7 separate regions of the Mus musculus genome follow, and all the other regions are linked to region 1. The links are chromatin contacts, called in public HiChIP or PLAC-seq and promoter capture Hi-C maps. All regions are on one chromosome and are shown on one strand. The core of a region is the stretch at or near the end of the contact, and the rest is flanking DNA. Distances in the headings are between cores, read along the strand shown. Region 1 holds the start of Creg1 (cellular repressor of E1A-stimulated genes 1). Region 2 holds the start of Mettl18 (methyltransferase like 18). Region 3 holds the start of F5 (coagulation factor V). Region 4 holds the start of Aldh9a1 (aldehyde dehydrogenase 9, subfamily A1). Region 5 holds the start of Tmco1 (transmembrane and coiled-coil domains 1). Region 6 holds the start of Uck2 (uridine-cytidine kinase 2). Region 7 holds the start of Ccdc181 (coiled-coil domain containing 181).

What was found. Promoter capture Hi-C pulls out the DNA fragments that hold promoters and counts their contacts. HiChIP or PLAC-seq counts read pairs in DNA pulled down with a chosen protein or histone mark.
Region 2: a contact with region 1 is called in a promoter capture Hi-C map of pre-B cells, with 4 times the contacts expected there. The contact joins the promoter of Mettl18 here to the promoter of Creg1 in region 1. A contact is called at or near these places in 2 of 39 promoter capture datasets (erythroid cells and pre-B cells).
Region 3: a promoter capture Hi-C map of pre-B cells shows a contact between it and region 1, with 2.8 times the contacts expected there. The contact joins the promoter of F5 here to the promoter of Creg1 in region 1. A contact is called at or near these places in 2 of 39 promoter capture datasets (liver and pre-B cells).
Region 4: a contact with region 1 is called in a promoter capture Hi-C map of pre-B cells, with 4 times the contacts expected there. The contact joins the promoter of Aldh9a1 here to the promoter of Creg1 in region 1. A contact is called at or near these places in 6 of 39 promoter capture datasets (the C10 cell line, HPC-7-derived erythroid cells, hippocampal neurons and 2 more), 1 of 484 Hi-C or Micro-C datasets (liver), 1 of 115 datasets of contacts at active chromatin or transcription factors (bone marrow-derived dendritic cells) and 1 of 9 other capture datasets (adipose tissue).
Region 5: a contact with region 1 is called in a promoter capture Hi-C map of liver, with 4 times the contacts expected there. The contact joins the promoter of Tmco1 here to the promoter of Creg1 in region 1. A contact is called at or near these places in 7 of 39 promoter capture datasets (the 3T3-L1 cell line, HPC-7-derived erythroid cells, embryonic stem cells and 3 more) and 1 of 484 Hi-C or Micro-C datasets (B cells).
Region 6: an H3K27ac HiChIP or PLAC-seq map of bone marrow-derived dendritic cells shows a contact between it and region 1, with 11 times the contacts expected there. The contact joins the promoter of Uck2 here to the promoter of Creg1 in region 1. A contact is called at or near these places in 1 of 39 promoter capture datasets (embryonic stem cells), 3 of 484 Hi-C or Micro-C datasets (the G1E-ER4 cell line and LSK cells), 5 of 115 datasets of contacts at active chromatin or transcription factors (bone marrow-derived dendritic cells, bone marrow-derived macrophages, embryonic stem cells and 2 more) and 1 of 9 other capture datasets (adipose tissue).
Region 7: a contact with region 1 is called in an H3K27ac HiChIP or PLAC-seq map of bone marrow-derived dendritic cells, with 3 times the contacts expected there. The contact joins the promoter of Ccdc181 here to the promoter of Creg1 in region 1. A contact is called at or near these places in 1 of 39 promoter capture datasets (liver) and 1 of 115 datasets of contacts at active chromatin or transcription factors (bone marrow-derived dendritic cells).

What each region holds. Positions count from the first base shown.
Region 1 is chr1:165,762,491-165,765,025 of GRCm38.p6, forward strand. It overlaps Creg1 (cellular repressor of E1A-stimulated genes 1), which reads left to right and starts at 1,268. Exons shown (of 4, transcript NM_011804.3): 1 at 1,268-1,648. The coding sequence starts at 1,295.
Region 2 is chr1:163,993,614-163,996,148 of GRCm38.p6, forward strand. It overlaps Mettl18 (methyltransferase like 18), which reads left to right and starts at 1,276. Exons shown (of 2, transcript NM_027279.3): 1 at 1,276-1,458; 2 at 2,301-2,535. The coding sequence starts at 2,499. It overlaps BC055324 (cDNA sequence BC055324), which reads right to left and starts at 1,183. Exons shown (of 24, transcript NM_201364.2): 1 at 997-1,183. The coding sequence starts at 1,107.
Region 3 is chr1:164,150,560-164,153,094 of GRCm38.p6, forward strand. It overlaps F5 (coagulation factor V), which reads left to right and starts at 1,276. Exons shown (of 25, transcript NM_007976.3): 1 at 1,276-1,561. The coding sequence starts at 1,404. It overlaps Gm16548 (predicted gene 16548), which reads right to left and starts at 1,658. Exons shown (of 3, transcript NR_037987.1): 1 at 1,300-1,658.
Region 4 is chr1:167,348,730-167,351,264 of GRCm38.p6, forward strand. It overlaps Aldh9a1 (aldehyde dehydrogenase 9, subfamily A1), which reads left to right and starts at 1,262. Exons shown (of 11, transcript NM_019993.4): 1 at 1,262-1,687. The coding sequence starts at 1,507. Gm24182 (a small nuclear RNA gene) reads left to right here and starts at 296; the gene lies at 296-402.
Region 5 is chr1:167,307,402-167,309,936 of GRCm38.p6, forward strand. Tmco1 (transmembrane and coiled-coil domains 1) reads left to right here and starts at 1,269. Exons shown (of 7, transcript NM_001039483.1): 1 at 1,269-1,532; 2 at 1,905-1,982. The coding sequence starts at 1,463.
Region 6 is chr1:167,283,866-167,286,400 of GRCm38.p6, forward strand. It overlaps Uck2 (uridine-cytidine kinase 2), which reads right to left and starts at 1,262. Exons shown (of 7, transcript NM_030724.3): 1 at 911-1,262. The coding sequence starts at 1,009.
Region 7 is chr1:164,274,333-164,276,867 of GRCm38.p6, forward strand. Ccdc181 (coiled-coil domain containing 181) reads left to right here and starts at 1,266. Exons shown (of 6, transcript NM_029115.3): 1 at 1,266-1,429.

The DNA.
Region 1 (2,535 bases), core at 18-2,517:
CTAGCTAGAGGCAGACCTCAGAATATCTTTCCAGAAATCTCCTTTAGGAGTCTCACACCAGTCCCTAGAATAGAGGCTAAGCCTGATTTTTATATCATTTTAGAGGTGTCAGGAAGTTTCACATCCCATGATTTAGTTCATCCTGGCCTACATGACAGGGAGCTGGGTGCCACAGACTAAGAGGAGCTGCCAAGGAGCTGAAGGGGTCTGCAACCCTATAGGTGGAACAACAACATGAACTAACCAGTACCCCCAGAGATCGTGTCTCTAGCTGCATATGTAGCAGAAGATAGCCTAGTCGGCCATCATTGGGAAGAAAGGCCCCTTGGTCTTGCAAACTTTATATGCCCCAGTACAGGGGAACACCAGGGCCAAGAAGTAGGAGTGGGTGGGTAGGGGAGGGGGGGGTACAGGGGACTTTCGGGATAGCATTTGAAATGTAAATGAAGAAAATACCTAATATTTTTTTAAGAAAGAAAAAAGAGTAGCGGCTAAGCACGGACTGCTTCATAACTCTGTTAGGAAGAGAGAGAGCTGCAGAGAGGTGTGGCCTGATTCAGACTATAGGATGGGTGGGGCTTAAAAGATTCTAACAGTGGCCACAGTTTTAAAACGACGCAAACACGTTTGCATACATTTTCTAACTCCCTAGGGTAGCAGAATGAAAATCCTCCACGGGCTTGGAGGATCTGCCAGAATAAATGCATGAAACCACGAATTTAACCGAGCTAGATGACTTGACAGGTCTCAAATGGACAAGGTCAAAGTCTTGAGTGGGATACCGAAAACTAACAAAGTGGCTTTATCTGAAGACTCTTCTGGGCCAGGAATTTTTAAGTTCCTGCATGTCGGTATTTCTGTACTGTACTACATATAGGCTTGCTTGCTAACAGTCAGTAAACAGAAAAGAGCACACAGAAAACTCACGTTCTCTTAGATGCCAGGCAAGCATACTCAAAGACATTAAAAAGGAGGTGTGTGCGTGCATGCAGGCAGCTTTTTTCTAGCACTGTGACTTAGGAAGTTGCTTAATTTCTTCTAGACCTCATTTATCTGTCTGTAAATCAAACAAGCAAAACAAATATCTCTTTAGGGCAAATTCGCACTCTTCACAGAGCAGATCACAGGACACGGTGAACAGACCATATGCTTCTGGAAACTGGGTTGCACTGGAGCCACGCCCCCTCTTGCCTGCTCATCTCTGATTGGCTTTCTCGGAGGGGCGGAACAACGGGCAGGCAATAGTTACCCCGGCAGAGTTTGGTCGGTGGGCAGGGACTCCGCAGTCAGCGTCATGGCTGCCCGTGCTCCTGAGCTCGCGCGTTCCCTGCTTGCTGCCCTTCTGGCGCCCGCGCTGGTGGCACTACTGGTGTCGCCGGCCTCGGGTCGCGGAGGCCGGGACCACGGGGACTGGGACGTGGACAGGCGATTGCCTCCGCTGCCACCCCGCGAAGACGGGCCGCGCGTGGCCCGCTTCGTGACTCACGTCTCAGACTGGGGCTCGCTGGCCACTATCTCCACAATAAAGGAGGTGCGCGGCTGGCCCTTCGCGGACATCATCTCAATCAGTGACGGTCCTCCGGGAGAAGGCACGGGCGAGCCCTACATGTACCTGAGTCCACTGCAGCAAGCCGTGAGCGACCTGCAGGTGAGCGGGAGCGCGGCGCGGTTTCCCAGACCCGGCAGAGCAGGAAACCAGCGTCTCCAGTTTAGCTCGCTGGGGAGAGCGTGGGTCTTAGAGATAAGACTTTTGAACCCAGCTCACATGACTGTCTCTTCTGGCCTGCGCTGGCTAGGCGGAGGTTGTAGCATCCCAGATGTTGGGGAACTACCAGGAAGTTCCTACTTACCCTGTTACTGGTCTAAGCGCTTGGGGTAAATTCTTTGCCAGTACCTGGAGCACTTCACACCCTTCAGATAGTCAGGCGTCCTCTTTAGGCGCTGTCTCTGCATAAACTGCACTCTTGTGATCTAAAGGCATACAGATTGTTGGATAGTTTAGCGTTTGGCTTATGTGACTTCGGAGATTCTCTTCCCTACCTTTACCTATCAGCAGTGGGAAACTACTACACAGCATTATAGTTGACTGCGGACCTGGCTCTGCTTACAGCTCAGGTGGAAACAGCCTGGGAGGGAAAGGCCACACAGGAGCCCAGAAATGAAGCCTGACTCGGTGGAGGGTCTGTGGCAAAACTGAGAAAGCTTGGTGTCGTGGTAAACAGTGAGCCAAGAGACGCCGACGCTTTAACCAAGCCCTTGCCATGGTATGTGCCTAGGGCTTTTCGGTTCCACCTGTTTTCATTCATTGTCTCTTGTAGTAACTCTTAGAAACAGGCATGGCTATTCCGGGTTTACAGATGAAGACATGAGGTTAAGTAATTTGCGCAAAGCCAGGGGGCCAACCCTAGTTCACCTCAGACCCACTTGTCTTCAAAGCACAGGCCACAGGACTGGGACCCATGTGCTAGAATAGAAGAGACCCGTTTTCTTCAGCCTCCACAGAGTTCTGTATTGTTCTAAACAAATTTAAATTAG
Region 2 (2,535 bases), core at 26-2,525, 1.8 Mb before region 1:
ATTCCCTCTAAGCCTAGCAGTCTGAGACACACATTACATAAATAAACATCTTTTGAGTAGGAAAACAGTTGTTTCCAGGAGGAAATTCCATAAAAACAACCCTTCTCGTTGACACACAAAAATTCCAGCACTGCAAACTCAGGATTACTGCAAACCCAAGACCAGTCTGTTTTGTATAGCTAGTATCAGGCCAGTCAGGACTACCATCTAAAAAGCAAAATAATTCCATATCCACACACGGAGTACTTTAAAAACGGTCATCAGCACCACGTTGGATTTTGCTAATGTCTAAGGAATGACTTCAGTGTGAGAGAACTTAAGTTATACTATGAAACATCATTCGTGCAAGGTTTGAACTTTCACTAAATGTAATGGTATTTTCAGTTTTTGGAGGGGTGTGTGTGTGTCTGTTTCTGTGTGTGTAATTTTAAATAGAAGGTATGATCAAAATCATAAAATTAAAATCACCTTTTACATGAAGGGAGTCGACTTCCAATTACAAACACAAAAGCATTACATAATTATTCTTTGCACCTAACTCCACACAATTACAACTCGATTAAAGCCAATACCTGAAGCACCGCCTTGTAACTTAAAAGGGAAACGGGTTCGAAAGGGGAAAAGCATTTTTGTTTACAGACCATCCTTTGAAGATGTGGTACCACGGAAGAACTACAACTACATCCTTCAGCTCTCACGCTTCATCCAGATACTGAGCACCAGCGCGGGCATCTCCCACACTTAGGCAAGTGCGACCGACCGGGCAAACTTAGGAACAGAGAACTAAACTTAAGGCATGAGAGCACTCATCATTTTCAAACGCTCCAGTCGCAATCGTCCGACAATGCTAGGCGCGCCTAGCCCCTCAACCCACGGTTGTCCTCGTTCCCTTAACCATCACCTCGCAAAACAAAACAGAGTTCGAATCCCAGGCTGCCCGCGTCAGGGCGGAGCAGGCTCGCGACACACCCCCCGCTCAGCGCCCTCCAAGGATATGAGGAGCCGGGGCAGCACCGAAGGCAGCTCCCGACGGCACATCTCCTCCGACCAGCTGCTGAGTTCCTCCAGCACGACCCCGCTCGCCACCTCCGCATCGTCCTGCGACATTCTTTCGCCACCCCCGAGAGACGAACGAATCCGCACGACTCCCGCCACAGCTTGGAACGCCGTCCCAGCAGGCTTTGAGAGAGCTCCGCCCCCACCAAACCATAGAGAGGAGCACTCTCGCCCCCAAGCGTCGGGGCCCTCTCTAGCTATTGGAGGACTCATCTCGTTGGTGTTCGCCGTAGGCTGAAGGCGAGTTTCTCCGGTAGTTTGTTCGCCCTGGCGTCTGACTTTCCAATGCTGAGACCAGAAGTCCTCAGGTTTGCTATCCTCAGTCCGGGGGGACTTTGAGACGACGCGTAGTTTCAAGGGTGACCTGGGCTGAGGCCAGGAATGACTCTACTCCCCTGTGAGGTGCGTTCGAGAATAGGAATGATTTTACTGGCGTGCGTGCTTCCGTTCCTACGGCTCCTGCCAAGTGAACGGAGATCCCACCGTCCAGAAATGTGCAAATTAAAACGGGTGTTATGGTCTGGCATATTGCCGGAAATGTTTCTATACAATCGATTATACTTTCCACAGTCCTAGTCTTTATTCATCCCTCCAGTCACATAAGGTGTAGAACTACGTACACATAAATGTACCGTTTGGATGAGTTTGCACACACCAGATCACACACACCTGTGTGTGTTTGAAAATGGATACCCTACTTACCCAAATAAAACCTTAAACTGTTTTTGCGAGGCAGAGATGAAGGAACAAACCTGGATGCCACTGTGAACAAAGAGAAAATAATTACTGTAGATGCGTCAGAAATTTAGGAAGATGAAGGTGAAGATGCCTGAGCACAAGGCAACTAAAAGACCAGGCAGGAAGCTGGGCATGGTGGCGCACGCCTTTAATCCCAGCACTCGGGAGACAGAGGCAGGTGGATTTCTGAGTTCGAGGCCAGCCTGGTCTACAAAGTGAGTTCCAGAACAGCCAGGGCTATAGAGAAACCCTGTCTCGAAAAACCAAAAAAAAAAAAAAAAAAAAAAAGACCAGGCAGCAGGTAGCTAGGCTGTCCTGTCTACAAATCTTGGGGTTTATTGTTCTGGTGAAGGTGGTAGCTGCTATAGCTATTCTTTTGTTTGTCTTTATGTTTTATCTTCTACTTTTGAATACTTAAGGCATCTGTGCATTTTGCTAAATCGCATACACACAGCCTTTTTTTGTTTTTGTTTTTAAACATTTTCTTTTCCCCCTTCCCTTTCCAGGGCTGAACTGAAAAAGGATCAAAGGCGTCTAAAACGTCTTTGGAGCCCCCTCTGAATACATCTGATGGTGTATACGCAGCTAACAGACATTGGGCGCAACAGAACTAATCGACTGTGTGATCGGTTATGCCATTAAATTCTTTCTAGAAGCTGAAGCATCATCCTTTGGTAAAAAAACGGTGTGCATAGAAAAAGAGGATGGCCTTTCAATTCAATTTCAGCATAGAAGAAGATC
Region 3 (2,535 bases), core at 26-2,525, 1.6 Mb before region 1:
ATATAATCTGAGCAGATTAAGTTCATGAAACGGAAAAGTCAACTGGAACCCAGAATCAGAGACAATGGCAGAAATTCTGACTTTAAAGAGCAGGGAAGCAGAAAGGGAAGGAAATCCGTGTGAGCATTCTTCCTAGTGTAGTTATGTGTGCACACATCTGCTAATTAATTACTTTTCAGTACATGGTCTCACTGCGTAGCTTAGGCTGATCTCAGGCCTCAAACTCACATTCCCCTGCTTCTAGCCCTCGTGTGCTGGGATTACAGGCATGTGCCATCATGCCTGACTCAAGAAGGGGCATTATAAACTGACTGAAGAATATCAGTGATGTGATCAGCAAAGAAACAGAAGCAGGAGTTGGGGGGAGGGGAGAAGGAAGGGAAGGGGGAGGGGTGGGGCAGGGGGAGGGAGAGGGAGAGGCTGCTGCGGAACCTGGATGGTACCAGATCACAATTTACTGGATGTGCTGGAAGCAGAAAGTCTGAGCAGAGACAAAGTTCTGGAGAATTCAGGGCAGGCCATCCTGCTGATTCAGGCATAATTCTCAGCTTTGCCACCAACAGAAAAATAAAATCTAAAACACCATGCCAAGGATACAGGAGAACGAGCAAAGACAAGATCATAGACTGTAGCTACCTAGGCCCTGGGGACTGTCCAGTTTACAACAGTTTGTCCCCTCCCAATAATAAGATCAAGGAAAACTAGAATTGCCATTCTTATTTTACAGATGTCAAAAGTATTTCTAAAGACATAGTTGGCCCCAGACCACACAGCTACTGACTATCTCAAATGAGTTCTCTAAACCCTGGTCTCGGCTACACTTGAGCTGGTGACAAGCCCTTACCAAGCGGTCTGTCCTAAGAGATTCAGACTGCTAACCTGTTGGTGGACCTGTCCTGAGGCTGTTTTCTGGTTACTGTGCAGTGCCATTTTCCTGGGATCTGAGGATGGGTGTTGGGTCTTACTAAGGCTTGCAGAAATCAGCTGACAAGCCTAAACTTTGAACCCCTACCCCATCCCCCCACCTCCACCCGCGCAGGTTAAGTGGGATTGCTGCTCCCACCTACGTTGAAGTGGGGGAAATGCTGCTTTGTGATGGGGCGGAGACCCTTGGGCACTGCTCCAGAGCCATAACCTCCAGCAGGCTTGCCCTTCCTTTCCCTCTACATTCCTTGTCTGGCATTCTCTCTAGTAAATGCCTGTGGCCACAGGGGGGAGTGACCTCAACAAGCCCCTGCCTACACTAGGCATAGAGGGAGGTAGGGTTAGACAGCCACCACAGGGGACAGGGACACTCACTGTGCCCTGCAGCTTCTTAGTCCTCCAGGGAGACAGATCAGCGCGCAACAGGGACAGAGCACTGAGCACTGTCGGTGGTGGCAGCGCGCGGCAGGACAAGGGCCATGCTCCTAGTCTGCCCGTGCTTCTTCCTCCTGGTGGTTCTGGGAACCCGCTGGGCGGGCTGGGGCAGCCACCAGGCAGAGGCCGCGCAACTAAGGCAGTTCTATGTGGCAGCTCAGGGGATCCTCTGGAACTATCATCCTGAGCCCACAGATCCAAGGTAACTGGGGGTGAAATCCAGGTGGGCTTCTTCAAGGAAGAAAATCTATTATAGTTGCAAGGGGTGGGGGTGGGCTGGGAGGAGGAGGAAAAGGAAAAGGAAGAGGAGGAGGAGGAGAGAGAGAGAGAGAGAGAGAGAGAGAGAGAGAGAGAGAGACTAATGTTGTGTGGGTGTAATTTTGTCTCTATGGACATAATTTATCATTTTGAGGATGTGGAAATTTCAATGTGAATGGTTAGCTGTGGCTTTCTTTCCAGGTGCAATCCCTAATCTGTTTTCCCCCCACGTTTGTTAGTTTAGTGTATTGATGGGTTGAAAGGACACACCTCCACAGCCCTCTTAGCCCTTCCTGTGCATTCGGCTTAAGCCTTTTGACAGTCTGCTTAAAAAAAAGAAAAAGGACCTTCTAGTTATATAATATTTATTCCTGTTAAACACAAGTTCATCTTCTAAAGAAAAAGATGTCAAAGCTGTCACCATGTACTTCATTATAAGGAGATTTTGTTGCCTTCCTATAAACGATTTTCACTGTGGGTTCAGAGGGAAGGGAAGGCACACTTGTATTTTCACTTTTCCTAGACTTACCCCTGGCTACCTAATGTGGCTTCATTTTTTCCTCTCATTTTGAGTTACTTCCTGGAATATGACTTATCCTGGGTATTTTGGTCTGCCCTGATTATTACCCATGTTAGTGAGCACATAAGGTAGTCATTCAAAGGCATGTCTAACTAAGAGGAGGCTTAAATAATATCAAACCTAACTTTGAGTTGCAGAATATATTTTGCTAACCTGCCTGCAGTTACCCAAGTCATAGATTCTACGTAGCACTTGCGACCACGAGTGTTTTTATTTTAAATGCTAAGCCTCGCTTACTGGTTGACGCATTTTTTTCCCTTTTAGTTGACATCAAAGTTTAAGTGATTGTGAAAGATGTGTTCCTCTTTTACAATTGCAAAACCAAAGCAATCAGCCAA
Region 4 (2,535 bases), core at 12-2,511, 1.6 Mb after region 1:
AAATCAACATGGGATGGCTGGGCAGAATACTTTAAACACAACTGGCCACAAAACGACCAGCTGTTATCTCTGTACCTGTCAATGATCTTGACCCAGGCCAGATGTTTCCAGATGTTTCTGACCAACCCCAACAAAAGCAGTCCTTTGAGTTCGGGCCTAGGTGTTCTTAATTGGGTACTGCTGTTTCCATTTGAGGACCCAAACCTACACATCTCAGAGGCACTGAAAAGATTAATTCGTACAGAGAGCTGAGAAAATTGACCAAAATTTTTACTAAATTAGAAGAACACATTCCATGCTCGCTTCGGCAGCACATATACTAAAATTGGAACGATACAGAGAAGATTAGCATGGCCCCTGCGCAAGGATGACACGCAAATTCGTGAAGCGTTCCATATTTTTGAGCTAAGACGAAAGGATGGACTATCTAGAGACTACCCCACCCGGGGATCCATCCCACACTCAGCCACCAAACCCAGACACTATTGTATATGCCAGAAAGATTTTGCTGAAGGGACCCTGTTATAGTTGTCTTGTATGAGGCTATGCCAGTGCCTGGCAAATACAGAAGTGGATGCTCACAGTCTTTTAAAAGATGGAACACAGAGCCCCCAATGGAGAAGCTAGAGAAAGCACCCAAGGAGCTGAAGGAGTCTGCAACCCTATAGGTGGAACAACAATACGAACTAACCAGTGCCCCTAGAGCTCGTATCTCTAGCTGCATATGTATCAGAAGATGGCCTAGTCGGCCATCATTGGGAAGAGAGGTCCCTTGGTATATTGCAAACTTTATATGCCCCAGTACAGGGGAATGTCAGGGCCAAGAAGAGGGAGTGGGTGGGTAGGGGAGCAGAGCAGGGGAAGGGTATAGGGAACTTTCGGGATAGCATTTGAAATGTATATAAAGAAAATATCTAATAAAAAAAAAGAAAAAAAGAAGAACACATTCCCTAATACTGTGCTTCTACAAAGCACAAAAAGAAATCAAAGAAATACAGTAAGGAGAATGTTGCAAAAGCTTGCAGGCCCAGTAGAAGGGGTCTCATTATCCTTCCAGGAACTCCTTCGGGATCTGGACCGGAGGACTTGGGTGGTGTGGTGTTCCACGTAATTATCTAGGCCAAAGGTCTTCCAGTTCCAGCCCCAGAAGCTCTCACCAGGCCCTTAATTATGCTGACTAGGCCCAAGCTACTCACTCTAGGCTCTCATTGGCCGTCCTCTCACGCCACACCCCCTCGTGGCACGAGGCCACGCCCCTCCCACTGTCCCTTCCTCCCAGTGGGCTCTACTGGGCTCTCCTTGAGGGCCCCGGGTCTTCACACTCACGGTCCACACCTCCCCGAGGTCCTGTTCCCTAGTGGTCCACCCCTGCCCAGCCAGGGTCGCCTCTTTCCATGGGCCACGCCCCAGAGATTCCGCCCCTCGCCACTCCCTCCTCGTTACCGCGCTATCTCCCCCTCCAGTAGTAATCTGCTGGGGCTTCCGGACGCTTTGCACGCGTAGCAGATGATCCTCGGTGCAGTCGGTTCTGTGCTGACCTCGCTCCTCCGCATTCACCGGGCTGCAGCAGTCGCCGCCATGAGTACTGGCACCTTCGTCGTGTCGCAGCCGCTCAACTACCGCGGCGGGGCCCGTGTGGAGCCGGTGGATGCTTCCGGCACGGAGAAAGCGTTCGAGCCAGCCACCGGTAACCTGGCGCGGGGCGGCACGCGGATGGGGTGGGTCTTCCCCGGCCCTGTGCACTGAGTCTGCTGCCCCGAGTCCTTCCGAGCTCTCCGCCAAGGGTTGCTGAACTTGCGTGGTCGCAGCACGGAGCACAGAATGTTGGGGAGGCTCCTGGAAAAGAGGGGGCGCTATGGGTGCGGTGGGGTGCGCTGGGGGGCCGGGAGTAACTACATGGCTGGAGCAGGAGAGTCTGGCGTAGAACCTGTGGGTCTTTTGAGTTTTGAGAGCTGGGCCTGCAGGAGAGTCTGCTACTGGGATGTTGACTCACAGGTGATTTCTGTTATGCATGATCCACATGACCTTCCCCCTTCTAGTGCTGGGATATTTCTGAACTTCGATGAGAGTTGGGAAAGGAGAGAAAAAAAAAAACAGCAGCCGACAACATCTGTTTAGCTTTAGTGCCTGCTAGCTCTCCAGGTTAACAAGAGAGAGAGAGAAAAAAAAACATTGAACATGTGTAATCACGTGTAGTGCTTACCACTGTTAATTAATGAACTTATCCGTTATCTCCACGTAGTTTCCACCTATGAGTAGTGAGAACTTTCATGCTCTGCACACTTGGCAGATTTTAAGTGAATATGTATTTTACGGTATTATTAGCTGTAATCACGATGTTCATTAGATTTCTACAGTTCATCCTTGCAAGCACTTAATGCTTTGGAGCAAACCCTTAGCACAAACTAAGGAGGAAGCGAGTTCTTTGTTTCTTGGACTTTGGGTTGACTTTTGTGTTTGTTTTGATTATTCTTATTGAATATTCAGAGCAGGGAAAAAAAATGTGTTCTGTAAGCCAGAAGGGCTTGTTTAGTG
Region 5 (2,535 bases), core at 19-2,518, 1.5 Mb after region 1:
TATAATTCTATCTTACTATGGCGTACAATTTCCCTGGGGAATTTTGGAACCAAGGAATCTTATCTTGCTCCATCTTACAGGGCCCAGTACTGTTCCTGACATATATTTAATGTCTATTAAAGACGTATATTTATAGTTATATCTTTATTTAATAGACATATATTTAATATCTATTAAAGGAGTCCTGGATAAATATAAGGCAAGAGAAACTAAAAAGGTAATGCTACAGAAGATTTATAAATTGTGTGCAGTGAAATTTGGAAGAACAATGACAGAAAATGGAAGTCAAACTGGGCATGGTGGCACAGTTATGGAAAGCTAGGACAGGGGGGTCTCTTGAGTGCTCCAGGTCAACCAGGGCTCCATAGTGCAACCCTGTCTCAAAAAAACACAAGGACGCACAAAGGAAGACTTCTGAGTTTTCTTGAGGAAAAAGAGCAGATCTGAGAATTGGGAGGAATCGAGTGCTCTTATATCAAGGCCTTCCCGTCATTTTCTCGCCCCGCTTGCACACGGTAATTTACAGTCCATCACGGAGGACATCTGAGTGTATGAGGCTCTCTCAAGACATCCTACTTTTACACACCACACCTTTTTCTATCCCCGTGTCCGTCCCCCCCCAACCCCCCGGCTGTTTTTTTTTTTCTTTCTTTCTTTTTTTTTTCGAGACAGGGTTTCTCTGTATAGCCCTGGCTGTCCTGGAACTCACTCTGTAGACCAGGCTGGCCTCGAACTCAGAAATCGGCCTGCCTCTGCCTCCCAAGTGCTGGGATTAAAGGCGTGCGCCACCACCGCCCAGCCCCCAAAACACTTCTAACTCAAATTCAACGTTTTCACTTCTTCCCCTTCGACTGCGCCACCGTTCCTTCCAATAAAAGCCCGGCCGCAGCAAGCGAGTTGTGCAGCCCTTCTCCTCCAACGGCGTCCCCGGCATCATAAAGGCTGGTTTAACCAGCGCCCGAGGACTCCTCGACTCGGCTCGCCCAGCCCAGGACCGGGGCGAGCCCCCAGACCCTGACGCTCCGCACGCGGTGGCCTAACTTTTCGGCCACGGAGGCGGGGATGCGGGTGAAGTCCAGCCACCGTGTGACAGGGTTCTAGTGTGAGGTAGGCGATCGGGCTCGGAGAGCAGGTAACGCACTGCCGAGGTCGCAACGCCGCCGCCACCACACCGCCATCCTCCGACCGACCTGGCTTTCCAACTCTCGCGAGACCGGGCCTGGCGCGCGCCTTCGGCCCCCGAGACTTGCGCGTTGCCGCTCTCTCCCGACTATGGCGGCCAGACGGCGGGAGTGAAGCCTGTAGTTCCGGGTCGGCGCCCCGGAAGCGGAAGTGTAGACTCGGGGCTGTCAAAGTTGTAGCGCTCCTCGAGGGTCGGTCCCGCCACGTCTCTTCCCGGTCTCTCTGGCTCTGGAGTGCTTTCCCCCCGCGGAGGGTGGGAGCGCGGGGACAGACGGGCGAGATGAGCACCATGTTTGCAGACACGCTGCTCATCGTCTTTATCTCCGTGTGCACCGCGCTGCTCGCCGAGGGTGAGGGCGGCTGTTTCCTTGGACGTTTGATTAATCCCAGGGTGGAAGGGCACTGGGGTCCCTCGCACCCCATGAGCAAAGATCGGGAGCCTCACTCCCTGCGGCCTGCGTGGTCCGTTGCAAGAAATCCCGGGCTCATCCCCCTATAGAAGCAGGAGAGTAGTGTGGAGTCATACGTCCTGATTTTCTTTACGTATTTGTGGATACACTGAAAAAAACAAAACAAAACATGGGTTGATCTGACTTTGAAAAAAGTTACTGATAAGTATAGAGCAAAATGTCGAAATCCTTTTGTCTCCAATACTAACAATTAAAGATGGTTTGTTGTGATTTCCATTTATTTCTCATTAGCATGTTGCTTTTACTGTTTAGGCATAACCTGGGTCCTGGTTTACAGGACAGACAAATACAAGAGATTGAAGGCAGAAGTGGAAAAACAAAGTAAAAAATGTGAGTATGGTAAGACGGTGGACGGTTCAACACGGGAAGTTCAATGGGTGCATGTTCACAGTAACTAAGAGAGGAGTATACCAAGAATACTACAAGCCAGTGTTCCTTGTTAGGGCAACTGAAATCTCAACACTCAGGAGATGGACATGATTGTGAGTTCGCAGCTAGTGTGGGCTACATAGGGAGATTCATGTTACAAACAAAACCATACTCTAACTTGGTAAAGATAGAAATCAAAGACCTTTGTGCAGCATCTTTAATAAAGCTAAAAGGAATCTGGGTGTGGTAGAGCTCCAGATAGGGCAGGCCTGGTCTACATAGTGCATTCCAGGCTGGATCTACTTCCTGTCGAGACCTTGCCTAAAACGGGGGGGGGGGGGGGGGGGGCGGGGAGCTAAAGGGGAAAGGGGTCATGGCAGACACACACACACACACACACAGAGTCTTCATTCTAAAGAAGAGGTCCTGTTCTGTTGTGAGAGACTATGGAAGATCTCATGGTACAGATGGACCCAGTGCCTTGTGGATTAGTTAGAATGTAGATAGAAGATAA
Region 6 (2,535 bases), core at 12-2,511, 1.5 Mb after region 1:
GCGCCCAGCTCCCTCGGGCGCCCCTCATGGAGCCCGAGCGCCCACTGAACTTGGCGGCTGTTAAACGGCAGGCGAACAAGCAGCCACATCCTAAAAGGGAGCGAGGGGGAGTAAAGAAAGAACCATCTGGGAGGGCTCCACCCTTCTCCACCTGCAGTAAAGACCCGAGGTTAAGTCAAGTCGCCCCTCGCTGCCGTGCAGGAGAAAATACAAAGGAAAGAGGTTCCTCGCAAAGTCAGACTCGGTAACCCCTTCCCTGCGATCCAAGGAGCGAGCGACCCGGACACCGAAGAGCATGGAGCCTGTACAACTTTCTCACTGAGACTGATGCGGTTTTCTCTTCTAAGCATAAAAGACAGCAGCCCCTGCTGTCATCCCATCCGTGACTGTGCCCATCGAGCTTCGGCTCTCCCGGAAAGCCCTGCAACCCCCAGGTGGGCTCCCGGCAGCGGGCGCGCCACCTCGCGCATCCCGGCCAGCCTCGCAGCCCACAGGCTTGGGCCGGGGCCAGGGCCAAGCCGGGCGGAGGAGCGTACCGGGGCTCCGAGGGAAGCCCCGAAAGCCGGGTCCTTACACCCGACTTGCAAAACAATAAGCATCCGCTTTCCGCCCCTCCCCCACAAGACCCTGACCACGAGTCACAGCCGCCGCCGGGAACCAGCGAGGGAGCGCACCATCCCTGCGGGGGACTTGTAGGAGGAACCCGCATCCTGGACCCTCGGTCGCCCGGGTCCCCCCGCTGGTCCCCAACGCCGCGCACCGAGCCTGCGCGGGGTCTGGCGGCGCCGGAGCGCGGCGGCCCGGAACGAGGATCCCGCGGGCCACGCGGTGGCAGGCTGCAACTGACACGGCCCGCGGGCGCCGGCCACATGCGCCGCCCGCCGTGCGAGCAGGGCGCGCGGACTCTTACCTTCCCGCTGGCCGTGCCCCCGCTCACGCCGATCAGGAAGGGCTCGCCGCCGTTGGGCTGCTGGTGGTTCTGCAGGGTCTGCTCGCTGTCCCCGGCCATGACTCGCGCCGCCCCTCCTCTCGCAGCCTGTGCGAACCGACGCACGCTCCCCGCCCGCGACCGGGCTCGCTCGGCTCCTCGCAGGAGCAGCTGGTCGCTGCTGAGGTCGAGGCTGGGCCGGCCGCGGCTGGAGCCCGGGCGCGGGGGAGGCCGAGGTGGCTTTCCCGGAGGTGCCGAGAGCTCTCCTGTGCCCGTGGCGGCCCGTGGGGTTTACATCCCAGGCAGAGGTCAGCGTGATGAGGCTGCTCCAATCCGGGCGGGCTGCGCGCTGCTATTCGCCAGGAGTCTGGCCCCAGCCTCCGCCCCGCCCGGGCCCCGCCGCCGCCCGAGGTCTCTGGGAAAGGTGTGAGCGCCACTCCCCTCCCCACCCGCCGGATTAACCCTTTCTGGGACGGAGCGGGGGGTGGGGTGGAGGGGTGAAGAAACCGGCTAGGTCAGCGTCTTAATGCGCCACTCTGCGTCCTATTTCAAAAGAGATCAAAAGCTAGAAGAGACTGCCAGAGCAGAGCAGAGACTGGAGGTTTGAGACGCAAAACTGGAAAAGGCTGGGAATATGAAGATGGAGAATTAATGCCTAGACCCTTCATCCTCACTGAAACTTGTGTTTTCAGAGACTCCCTTCCCACCCTCCGTGTGCCAAAATAGTGTGTCACCCGCTCGGCTTAAGAGAGTTCCTGTCTTGGAAACCCCCAAGTGCCATTTTCCTTAGCAGGTCTGTCCTCATGTGACTCCCTAAAAGAAGGGTGACTCGGGGACGGTTACTCCTCCCTGAAAAACCAGTGCCCTTCCACACCATCCTAGCTCCGCAGTACTGACATTCCCGTGGAGCTAGGGTTAATGAAAATAGAAACATAACAATGCCATTTCCATTCATTGATGACTTTAACTGACCTAGTTTATTAGAGGCAGGCAATTTGTCACTTAGTTAGGAAAACAGTACCAAATGGAGACTAAAAAGGAGTCTTCACCGCGGGAGCCAGATGTCTTCATTCACATCAAGTTCCATAAGCAAGGCCAATGTGCCTCAGTGCTCTATTAAATGAAAATAAAAATGATACACGCTAGGATTTTTGATGGGCTAAAATGAATTATCATAGGTAAAGTTTTTAGAACAATGCCTGAATATCACTGTAGAGTATTGGGGCTTGAAAAGACTCCTAAAGGAACCAGAAAGGGCAGTTTTGCTGGGCACACCTGAAAGGTAGTACTAGAATCTCCGCTTCTCTGAACTCTGAACCTCTTTTTTTTTGGGGGGGGGTTCGAGACAGAGTTTCTTTATATAGCCCTGGCTGTCCTAGAACCAGAAACCTGTAGACCAGGCTAGCCTTGAACTCAGAAATCCACCTGCCTCTGCACACCTTTAATCCCAGCACTTGGGAGGCAGAGGCAGGCAGATTTCTGAGTTCGAGGCCAGCCTGGTCTACAAAGTGAGTTCCAGGACAGCCAGGGCTATACAGAGAAACCCTGTCTCGAAAAATCAAAAACAATAACAACAACAACAACAACAATAACAACAACAACAACAA
Region 7 (2,535 bases), core at 16-2,515, 1.5 Mb before region 1:
TGCATAAAGTGTGACATAACCCCTCTCTCATTCCTTCCTCCCCTGCGGGTAAGTCTTGAACACTCATGATACATCTCGTTATTCTATGATTTGATCGTGAACTTTCTAAAATGTCCTGTTTTCGAGGTATTTTCCTCTCTCATCTCTGATGACCAAAACCCCACTTCCTTCAGAAACCTTCATTATCCTTCCTCACCAAGCTTGTAAATATTACAGTTAGTTCCTTTTAAAGACCTATTAGCCTGGGGAACTCAAGAACTATCTATCAAACATTTATATGGCTGGAGGCTTGTAAATGTCTAAACCCAGTCTCTCCTTGAAAGGGAACTCACAGTTTCCTAGGAATGACTGCCATGAATATTTTTGCATGGAAATGAGACATGACAATGTTTATCCCCAGATCACATTGTTGGCTTCCAAGTTATGCATGTAATTGCTAACAGGCAGTGAGGCATAAGGTTTTGATGTATGCTTCACCCTATCTGGTATATTTTGAGTCAACAAAACAAGTTGATGCCTGTCTTCCCACAAGCTATCATCTCCATGTGTAATGCCCAGCCCGTCTCCCATAATTTATACTATTTTTCAAAAGTAAGCTCTGGAGTAAACTCTTTACATATATAAAGATATATATATATATATAATCAAGGAGAGGTTAATATATTAATATATATTAGCTTATATATGAATCTCTCCTCGATCCACCTTTTTTTTTAGATGAATTTGTACCTATGTTATATTGCCCTTCTATTTACACTCTGTGAGCTCCTTCATGGCTGGCCTATTATCTATCACCACAATCTGAATGTTCTCTTATTTTCCTATTATCCCCCAAGGTATTAAGGGAAGTTATGGGAAAACTGTAGTTGCCTCTCTTGATGAGTTTGATTGCTGGAACTAAAGTTCTATTTTCTTTCATAACTCCTTTCTGTAAATACAATTTTGGCTATAATTTCTTTAAGCTGAGGGTCGAAACAGCAATTAACAACTAGCAACTGTTATCTTTTAATATTTACTTGAGGAACTGTTATCTTTTAATATTTACTTGAGGAAAATGAACACAGAAATGCACTTTTATTGTTAAGTTTTGGAAACAAATTAAAAATCTGACTACAGGTATACAAAATCCACATTCAAGGCAGAAAACCAAAGGGGATGCGAGTCTTCCGGGTCTTGGAAACGCTGGCCGGATGTAAGGCGCAGGTGTTCGCGGGGATCCGTTCTGCGCCTGCGCGCGATCCTACCCCGCCTCAGTAGTGGGAAGTCCGGAAGAAGGCCTCAGAGGCGCGCTGTTGCCATGGCACCCGGGTGCTGGGTGCTTCAGGAGCAGGCCCCGGGGTGTCACCGTTGCCTCGTTGTCAGAGCTTAGAAAAGGAGAAGAGAGCTCCTGCGGCCATCTCTGTGACCCCAGCCGCTGCATCTTCCACAGGCAGGAGGGGACTTAGCGGGAGAGGAGGGAAGGACAGGCAGACAGGTGGCAGGAGCAGGGAGAGGATAAACGTCGGGGCGAGGTGGCAGGGAGGCGGCTGAAGCGAGCCCTCTTCCAGGGAGAAGCCCCAGGATCTCCCCAGCCCCGCACAGCGTCACTTCACCATGCACCAGGAGAGCCCCTCAGAGGACGGCTTAGACGCTTAGAGTTTTTGTCCTATCATTTCCCTTCTCAGAGTTTAAGACTATGAAAGGTAGCTTGCGTGGAAGAAATCACTCCTGAAATGTTAGCTTCCACACATAGAATGCTATATTCATTCCGTTGGTGCTTCAGATGTTCAGCACGAATCCAAAATTTTACCTAATTTTGTTAAATATTCCTGTCAGAGCTTGTAACAGATGGTAATTTAAAAAGTATTTCATAACACCACAGACTTATGGGGATGCAGCAGGAAGGATGGACCAGATAGTTTCATAGTGCTGTAGAAGTTTGCTTAACTGCTTTTTAAAATAAGGTGTTTTTTGTTTGTTTTTGTTCTTGTTTTTGTTTTGTTTTTGCTAAATGCTTTTTTTTTATATGGAAAGGTTTTCTCTTTACTGTTTATTCTTTTGGTTCTAGGTGTTTCAACAAATATTGTTTAAAAGGTTATATATGTAGGGGTGAAATAGAAGTATTGGGTTAAAGTATTTTTAAATATTTTTAATCTTGTGAGAAAGTTACCAAATATAATGTGCATCTATGCCTGAGGTTCGGAGCCACATTGCAAGGTCTTCAGACACTGAGAATTTTTCACACACTTAAGTGGAAGGAACTAATTTCTGCCACTGCAGTTTACTATTGATCTGGCCAAAAGCACTTACAGAGATTTTTTTTTTAAATTGATGATAAACTTTACATTTTATATGTGTAAAAAAAAATCATAGTAATAAAATAGGAAATGCTAAGAAATGCGGTTCATGGAAGATACCATTTTATTCTAGTGTGTTGACATGTGTATCATGTGAGCAATGCCCTGGTGGTGATGGTTAGGAAGCCAAAGGGTTGAATATCCTGTGACTCATTTGAAAGGCTTACGGGGCTTGGCAACAGGAGTTCATGTTTATGTT